Regions from separate parts of the Mus musculus genome. Here regions 1 and 3 are each linked to region 2. A link is a contact called in public HiChIP or PLAC-seq data. All regions are on one chromosome and are shown on one strand. The core of a region is the stretch at or near the end of the contact, and the rest is flanking DNA. Distances in the headings are between cores, read along the strand shown. Region 1 has its middle 59 kb from the start of Gm38388. Region 2 holds the start of Cd28 (CD28 antigen). Region 3 has its middle 65 kb from the start of Cd28.

Region 1 (3,011 bases), core at 160-2,659, 88 kb after region 2:
TTACTTAATTTTCTGAATTTAAAAAAAATGGTTTTGAGATTTCCTGACAGTTCCTCTAAGATTATGTGCCTCTATAATCTGTTTGCTTGCTTGCTTGCTTGCTTGCTTGAAAAATAAATCCATTTCAATCACTGCCTGGCCAAAGTTTAAACTTAAAATAGACTCAACAGTTAATCAATAGGTTGATCTGCTGATGCAGAGGGTAGCTAGGCACAGCCAGAGGTCAGTGTACTGAGGCAGTCAACAACTTATTCCATAGAACTCAGCACAGAGAACATACCTAAGCAGTCAGACCTTATCACATGGATCTAGTGACATGGACCTAGGGAGGGCCTGCATAAATGTCAGTCTCAAGTACGTATGTTAACTGCTGCATTGTATGGCACAATAGCCTGTAGACAGCTCATGTCCATATTAGGGTAGCTCTAACTGTAGACAACAAGATTTTCTACAACAGGATTCCTTGAGCACTACAGTATTTGTATATTAGACACTTTGAAAAGCAAACATGTAACTCTATAGTCCTAACCAAAATGAATCTTCTCTGAATTGCTATACAAGAAAGTTTTGTAATGAGGGAAAAAATATGAATTGTTCATGCAACCTATATGAAATTGCATTAAATTAAGCATGATTTAACTAGGCCAGTTTCTGTGTGATACTGTATCATATCAATGATATGATACAGGCTTTCAATTTACAAGAACAAGTGTTACAAAAAAAGAAACTCAAGAGAAAACATGTCAGTTTTCTTCTTACACAGTTGTATTGGCCTAAAATCACCTACAGAATCCAAAGGTTAGCTAGTCTTTCATAACAGCTTTGGAAAAATAAATAAGTAAAACATGCAGCCAGCTTGAGTCTACAGTAAGTTCTCTTCATCTAATCATGACTCTGATATACCAATAAAATACAGAGCAATTTGACATCAAATGAGATCCGGCTCTCCCATTTTGTAAGTAAATGCCTCTGAAAATCGCTGAACCAAGGCAGAGAAAGCCAGGTGAGAAACATCATTAGTGTCTAATGGAAAGCTGCGGGGTGGAAAGACCTGGCTCCTTTCCTTGCTCTGCTGGAATGCAGTCAGCAGTCCTGGGGATAGTTCTACGGCGTGTCTGTCTGCCTTCCTTTGTTCACAAGACTCCTTTGGAATAGATGCAGGAACTGACAAGCATTCAAGATTATGAAGACAACACCTGGCAAGGATGCCTTGTGGACAAGGAGTCTTCGTACAGATAAAGTGGACAGTGAGGTCAGGTGGTAGCAACAGTTGCAGGCCTGGTCTTAGAATCACCACCATGGCAGTTCTAAAGTCAGTGCTCTGAGCCAGACTTCCTACGTGTTATAGTCTGACTGTACTTCCTTCCTTCCTGTGTTATAGTCTGACTGTTTCAACAGTTGAGTGGCACTGCCTAGGGAGATTGTAGAACCTTTTGGACATGGGGCCCAGCTGGCAAATGTAGCGTCTAGCTATAGGGGTGGGGCTAATAAGTTATGACTCAGCCACAGTTATGACCAAAGTTTTCTCTGTTCCCAGACTGCCGAGACAGTGTAGTCACCACCATGCAGCCCTGCTCCCAGATTTTCTCCGCCATATGAACTGTCTCCCTATGACCCTGAATAAATCCTTTCTGTCTTCAGCTGTTTCTGTCAGAAATTCTGTCAGAGCAATGAGGAAAGGAACTAGTCCCCATCCTGTTTCTAGGTCTCCTGGTGCAACATCCTAACCTGGGATAACTGAGCAGTTTCTTTACCGCCTTGTGCCTTAATCTCCTTGTCTGAAAGAAGTTGGTATTTAATAACACCCACCTTGATGTGTTATTGCAAATATTGATTGATATAAAGCACTGACACTGGGCCTGGCACCTAGAGAACACATGGTTAATGTTGGCCATTCCTCATCAGAACTCCCCATCCCAAATCTCTATGGACAGTTTAATTCTGGGTTTCTTTATCAATGTGTAACTGAAAACCCTTCCAATTAAGAGCTACCTTACAGTCAATCTCTCTAAAAAGATCTTCCTACACATTCAACTCCTTGCTCAAAAGCTTCGATGGCTCCATATCTCCAAAAAGATTCGCAAGTCCCATCCTTGAATTTAGCTTGCAGAGTGCCTTCTGCTCTAGTCTGCTTTCCCAACCTTCTCATCCAGTTAGACCCACGCCCCTTATATCACCGGCCAGATGCGTGTCTCTAACCCACTGCCATACAGGCTCTGTGCCACACACAGGAAGTGCAGGTAATTATCTGCTACGTTACTTTTGCTCTGGCATACTGGAGCATAGTTGTTTATATCTCACTATGGCAAAGGATCCAGAAGCCTGAGGTCCGCCCAGAGGGAAGACTGACCCAGAAAACCCAGCCTGACCACAGCTTCTGAGAAGCTCAGCAGTGGTTGCCAGGTTGAGCTAAGGCTGGGAGCACAGATCTCCCGCAATGTTTAGTCTCAGGCATGCTCAGTAATACACATGTGCATTGAAGCTATTTTAAAATAATAATCCTATTGAGGAGTCTAGGGAGAAGTCTTAAGTGGGAGTTCGCAAAAATAAGACTCTAGAAGATTTAAAAAAGCAGTAGCAATTTTGGCTAAAAACTGTAAGCCCTAACCACCCTGCTTTCCCCATGGGGACACCCTCACTGAGAGAAATTTTTTAAATTTATTTATACAATGCAACAAGCTAATCTCTCTTTCTGGTCAACAAAAGCTTCCAGCCCTGTTCACAGAACTGACTTAAAACTCTGTGTCGGTCAGTTTGCTTCCTCTTTGGTGCCACTGGGATTTGAGGAAGAGGCAACAGGGAGTTCAGAATCCTTGACCTCAAGAGACCTCCATGTGGTGCACTGATAACCCCTGAGGTTGAAAGGGAACCATGAGTGTTTACTCTAGCTATCCATCATGGAAGTAAAGGGCAGGCCCCCTGATAACCTTCAAAGATGAACATCTTCCTTCCGAGAGGGCGTCCTTGCTTCCATAGTAATAGAAAAAGGGATAGGGGATAGCTGGGGAGAT
Region 2 (3,062 bases), core at 124-2,623:
CAACCCAAAAAGTTTCCAAAGAAAATACATGAGTTTATAACAAATGGCTGTCCACAGAGGGCATCAGAAAAGCATTCTGTGTAAAATCACTAATGTTGCATGACTTTCAACAAGGGTAAGGCTTTACTATCTAGTAAATTAAGGTGTCTTAAGTATTCCTTTAAAAGAAAGTTAAGATCCCTTAAACATGATATACAGAAACCTTTAAACATAAATTTTAAAGATTCTTTAGCTGTAAATATGTGTTGCCAAATACTGGAGACCTGCATCCTCTGGAGAAATTATTGAACATTCTCTTCAATAGATGGCCTCCTTCCAATGGTCTCTTCATTTGGAATGGAGTTTATGACAATAAATAGCTCTTACTCATGAGAACCAAAGGTTGTTTAGGGTAAGAACTTTCTAATTGATAAATATATAGCCTCCTTGCCATTGCTATTGGGAACTTGAAGGATTTTAACCTAAATAAACATATTTCAACCAACAGTAAAAGGAAACTTACTGGTGTCTATACCAGCTTTTGTGCTTACTTCAGGATTCTTCTTGGCACTCGCTGAATTCAGGTAGACATACTACTTACATGAACACCATGTTTACTGCTCAAGCCTGAACTAAGACCTCCACAATGTCTATTTCATTTTATCTCACAATGAAATTGAGGTGATGCTCATTTAGGGTCCCGTTTTACAGAGATTTAGGTAGTAAATCCTGCTCCAAACGCCACTAGGGAGAATTGAGATATGAGCCCAGGCAATCTAATCCAAGACCTCTAGAATTTACCTACTCTCTTACTTATCACAGTTTTATAGGATGTAAAAAGTAGAATCCTGACTGGGCGGTGGTGTCACATGCCTTTAATCCTTGTACTCAGGAGGCAGAGGCAGTTAAATCTCTGAATTCGAGGACAGCCTGGTCTACAAAGTGAGTTCCAGGACAGCCAGGGCTATACAGAGAAACCCTATCTCAAAACAAAACAATAAATAAAATTCTGAATATAAAAGTTCTTGGGACTAGTTGTTAAATAAAATGTTACTTCTTCCCAAAGAACTTGTGTTAAAGTTCTATTTGCTGTATTATGAGAATTAGCTAGTTTCTAAATAGTAGCTTGTCAAATTAGCACAAAACTCTAAATGCATTCAAGTTTCACAGGTCACTACAGTTTTAAAATAAACCATGCTGGTCATGAGAACACAAATGAAAACAGGGGGAAAAATGGTATCAAAATTGCTTACCTGTTACTTGAACTGAGAAGAAGTTGAGAGCCAAGAACAGCAGCCTGAGTGTCATTGTTCTGATGAGGGCCAGGGCTGCAGCCCCTCCTCTGTGAGCAAGGCAGAGTGTGGTGTGAACTGAAGTCACATCTGCCAAGGTCTATGACTCTCTGCCATCCAGGGCCACTTTACAGGGCACATGATCAAGGGACTCAAACCACAAGGCTTCGTGACTTTCACACAGGATATTACATTGTTTTTGATGACTTGACTTTTACTTCTTTTAGCAACCAGTCCTTTTTTTCTTTTTTCTTTTTTGGGAGGCGGGGGGGGGGGGTACTGAAGAGAGTGTCAGCCACCACCAGATAATGTGCTCAGGAGAGTCATGCTGATGAGCATCGGAGCTGTGAAATGTGGGCGCTTAGGGCCCAGCAACAACAAAAGCAGACAAACAAGGCATTCTAAAGAAGAGAGAAAAACCTCTCTCAGAAGACAAACTCTTACAGACGAATCCAAAATACAAGGCTGTGTGGGAAGCTGAGAGATTTCTATGCACGTGTTTAAATTCTGCATAAACGTTATGAGATTGAAGTTTGAAATAATCTTAAGGCGATCCTATGGAGTGTATGTATAACTCACTTCTACCAATTTTGAAAACCGCTTCCAAGTACACACTTGGCAAGCACCCAGGCATCTGAGCAGCTGCAGAAATTTCCAGAGCAAAGAGGAAGTCATAAAAACACCATATTTTCTTAGGGAAACAGGAGGTAAACGAAACACCCTTGCTACCTCATGTTCCCTATGTCCCTCAAAGAAACATTTCAAACAGCAGACCATTGGAAGATTCACCACAGAGACACCCGGGGCCTTTGTAACCAGCTCTCCACACCTCTCCCCAACTCCTGGGCCTTCTGTAGACAGGGCTAGCCCACCAGCATGGCCAGCTCCACATTCCTCTTCTAGAGCCATCCTGGATCCCCCTGGTCAGCATCTGTACTCAACAGCTTCCCTGATAGTCTGACTCTTATAGAAGCTATAATCATCGGAGTTTGTGGTTATATGTATCTCATACACATTAGCTTTCTCAAAACTTTCTTGGTGATTTTTTTTCTTTCTTTTCTGATAATCTGAGCTTTGTGAAACCAGCCTCATTTGTGATTTTGTGTATATTTAAAAGAATGATTTATATTTTTTATTCTGAATACAAAAGTGAGCTATATTGCATACGTAAAAAAATTTAGAAAAAAATATAAGCATAAAGTCAAGGTTTACCTATATTCTTACCGAATTATAAAAATACTTAATATTTGAGCCATTACTTTCCATGTTGTTTTGTTTATAGTTTTCAATAGATATGTTATCAATTGTTAATTTCTAAGGCATCCATATATGATATAAATATTTTTATTACATTTTAGCTGGTATATAAAACTTAAATATTAAACGTATCAGTCAAATACCATATGATGTTTTATAGGCATATATACATATTTTATTTTTCGAGACAGGGTTTCTTTGTGTAGTCCTGGCTGTCCTGGAACTCGCTCTGTAGATCAGGCTGGCCTCAAACTTGTAATCCTCTTGACACAACCTCTTAAATGCTAGTATTATAGATGTGGACCATAATACCCGATTCTACTCTCTGATTCTAGGCAATGAATGTTTTTTTGTTTTGTTTTGGTTTGTTTGTTTGTTTTTTTATCTTCAATTGGATGAAATTATGTGATACTTGTCTTTGTGTAGCTGACTTCTCTCTCAATGGCAGTATACAGAATAGAAAAAGATTTTCACAAAATTCACATCTGACAGAGGGCTAACATCCAAAATATTTAAAGAACTCAAGAAACTAGA
Region 3 (2,700 bases), core at 69-2,568, 65 kb after region 2:
AGGTACGGCAGCACCTGGAATTCCTCTTCATACAAATGAAGAATCCCCAGCAGCCTGGCCAGTGATGTACAACACACACCAATAGCCCCTACTCTCGCCCCTCAAAGGTTTAAATAGCCTTTGTTCTCCCCAAAAAATGAAACCAGTTCTCTGAAGCTGCTGGCAGTTTTGCAGGTTCTTTACCTGCGTTTTCACCATCCGCCCAGCTAAGCAGCTCTCCCTCCAGTCCAGCCTGGTGCACAATGGGACTGGGTACCTGGGGGAGGAGGAGAGGGGAGGTGCTGGAGCGGGGACGAGACTCGGAAGTGAGACTACGGAAGTGCTCTTCTACTACTCAATTCCATCAACCTGTCTTCCTATCTCAAAGGATCCTCATCATATTCTCACGATCTTCCTGAGCTATTCTACTGCCGCCAATCTCAGGGTGAGGTTTCTAGAGTTTGGACACACCTCAGAAGATTTCTCACCTTCTATCTAATTCTGGTGTCCCCTTATCTCACCGACCCTCTTGAAGGTTCCTCTTTCCTAGCACCTAAGACACTGTGCCTTGATCTACCAGTGGGCTTTTCATTCCGAGTCTTGTTCCTTAGAAGTTCTTTTGGACACGTAAACTTTGTATGCCCCAGTACAGGGGAACGCCAGGGCCAAAAAGGGGGAGTGGGTGGGTAGGGGAGTGGGGGTGGGTGGGTATGGGGGACTTTTGGTATAGCATTGGAAATGTAAATGAGCTAAATACCTAATAAAAAATGGAAAAAAAAAAGTTCTTTTGGAAGCGAAAGGTCCCTAAACATGCTAGCTGTGGGTCGAGACTGCTACCGATCTCTAACTACATACATCACAAACTCAAGCTTCGTATCAAGCTGTTCCTCTCTCCTGGTTCAGGAGGGAATCTAGAGGTCATCTGAAGCTACCTCTCCTTTCCCAGCTCATGCAATGTGTACAGTGCTCTTATACATTCTCGGTATCACCGTTGTTCCAAGCCCAGTACTACATTGTCTCTTCCCTTCCTGACCTCCAAAAAAACCAAGTGTAATGCTTCCAAAGTAGCCTTGAAAACACTGGTCCTTGTGGTGTCACTCCTGCTGATCTTGAGTTTGTGTGTGTGCATCTCACATGTTTGGGGGTCAGCTGGCTGTCAGGGATTAGGATGGCCTTGGATCTTCTCCACACATCTGCCATGCATCTGCATAGAGTTAGCCTAAATGTGTTCCACAGCAAGAAAGAAATGAAAAGAGAACACGATTCAGTCATGCCAGTAGGTTAAGGAAATTCATGTGGTTTTCGAGCTCCTGCCTGCATCACACTTGGTAAGGTTCTGTGAGCCAAAGCAAAGAAGTGAGCCCAGAGTCAGAACAGGAAGGCGCTAGGCAGGCCCAGCACAGAGGCTGCAGGAACACAGAAAGGTCACTAATAGAGTCATTCTGCATAATGTCCTAAAGGTGCTTGCATTCTGTACTTATACACACCATCGTTCTACACTAATAAAAGTATTGTTGTTGGCTTTAAAAGGCTAAAGATAAAAGACAGATCTGGTTTAACACAGGCTGTCCTCAAACTTACCATTCACTTGAGAATGGCCTTGAATTCCTGACCCTCTTGTGTCCACTCCCAAGTTCTGGAATTATAAGCATGCACCAACCATCACGCCTGGCCATATGCTGTCAATCATACTGATTATAAACTCTAGAGTATAGGAACTGTATTTTATTCTTACTATATCTCCTACAGACATTAGCCAAATAATACACACAAAGTAGACACCAACAAATTTTATAGCATATCTCTAAATCCCATGTTTATAAATTATTATTATGTGTTATGTATATTACATATAATAATTCATTATATGCTGCAGCTCTGCATTTTCTAAATTCTTTTCAAGTATACTTATATACTAAGCATGTCACTATATATGCTTAGTATCTGCTGTGCAAAATAATATTTCTTACTCACTGCCTAAACAACCCTTTCTTAAAACCAAGCCAAGTAATTCTCATGTTCAAAAGGATAGTAAAAATAATTTCCTGCCACTAAATTTTGCACATTTCAAACTGGCCTTGTTCCTCCTGAAAGGGGATCTCAATTTTGTCTGATTTTCTTCTCTGTCCTCTCCTCTGTATCCTCCTCTGTAGTGAGAATTTTGGTATCTATAAAAACACAGAAATGTTATGGGAATATGTTTTTGCCTTAATCCCAGTTGTGGGATATGGGGTTGCTTCAGATTTTCCTCAGCAGGTGACTATGACTGCCTCATGTTCTAGCAGGACTGTGATTTTGCTAGCTGCAGATGGTTTCTGCAAGTGTACAACATTCGAAATTCTAGGTACTCCTGAGAGGATATAAAAATGCTGGAGCCCTGAGAGGGGCTGTGGTGACTGCTGCTCCTCCTGCACCTACTGTTGCTGGGTGCTGGGTGCTGGTTGGAGATTTCCTGACAAGGAAGATCAAATTTGCCCCAAGGAACGCGATGCCCCTAATCAGCAGGAAGTAGTCTAACAAGACCGAAACCCCCTTTCCCCTCTAGCCTTCTCTCTCTCCTACCTAGCGTTGGGGGTTAGAAGGGACTGGGGTGGAGAAGGCTGGTCAGAAAAACCCATAAAGTAGCCAAAAGTCAGGCTGCATGCCTCACTTAAGGAGCAGCCATCAGAACTGTCCTTCAGATCTCAGGGGAAATGCCATGGTCTGGTTTAAAGCTCCCTA

What was found. HiChIP or PLAC-seq counts read pairs in DNA pulled down with a chosen protein or histone mark.
Region 1: an H3K4me3 HiChIP or PLAC-seq map of bone marrow-derived macrophages shows a contact between it and region 2, with 2.2 times the contacts expected there. The contact joins the enhancer-like site here to the promoter of Cd28 in region 2. A contact is called at or near these places in 1 of 39 promoter capture datasets (macrophages), 1 of 484 Hi-C or Micro-C datasets (CD4 T cells), 4 of 115 datasets of contacts at active chromatin or transcription factors (bone marrow-derived macrophages, double positive thymocytes, embryonic stem cells and 1 more) and 4 of 9 other capture datasets (adipose tissue, embryonic stem cells, liver and 1 more).
Region 3: a contact with region 2 is called in a BATF HiChIP or PLAC-seq map of CD8 T cells, with 27 read pairs. The contact joins the enhancer-like site here to the promoter of Cd28 in region 2. A contact is called at or near these places in 1 of 15 datasets of contacts at CTCF or cohesin (CD8 T cells), 3 of 484 Hi-C or Micro-C datasets (CD8 T cells, the N1E-115 cell line and Th1 cells), 3 of 115 datasets of contacts at active chromatin or transcription factors (CD8 T cells, the SCID.adh cell line and bone marrow-derived macrophages) and 4 of 9 other capture datasets (adipose tissue, embryonic stem cells, liver and 1 more).

What each region holds. Positions count from the first base shown.
Region 1 is chr1:60,657,034-60,660,044 of GRCm38.p6, reverse strand. No RefSeq gene overlaps it. Among named protein-coding and RNA genes, the nearest start is that of Gm38388, 59 kb to the right of the region's middle. Within about 2 kb of position 1,409, at least 25 of the 459 cell types and tissues checked have an H3K27ac peak or open chromatin away from gene starts, as enhancers often do. A contact at or near this core is called in bone marrow-derived macrophages and liver, where this site is marked.
Region 2 is chr1:60,744,699-60,747,760 of GRCm38.p6, reverse strand. Cd28 (CD28 antigen) reads right to left here and starts at 1,373. Exons shown (of 4, transcript NM_007642.4): 1 at 1,233-1,373. The coding sequence starts at 1,287.
Region 3 is chr1:60,679,984-60,682,683 of GRCm38.p6, reverse strand. No RefSeq gene overlaps it. Among named protein-coding and RNA genes, the nearest start is that of Cd28, 65 kb to the left of the region's middle. Within about 2 kb of position 1,318, at least 6 of the 459 cell types and tissues checked have an H3K27ac peak or open chromatin away from gene starts, as enhancers often do. A contact at or near this core is called in CD8 T cells and Th1 cells, where this site is marked.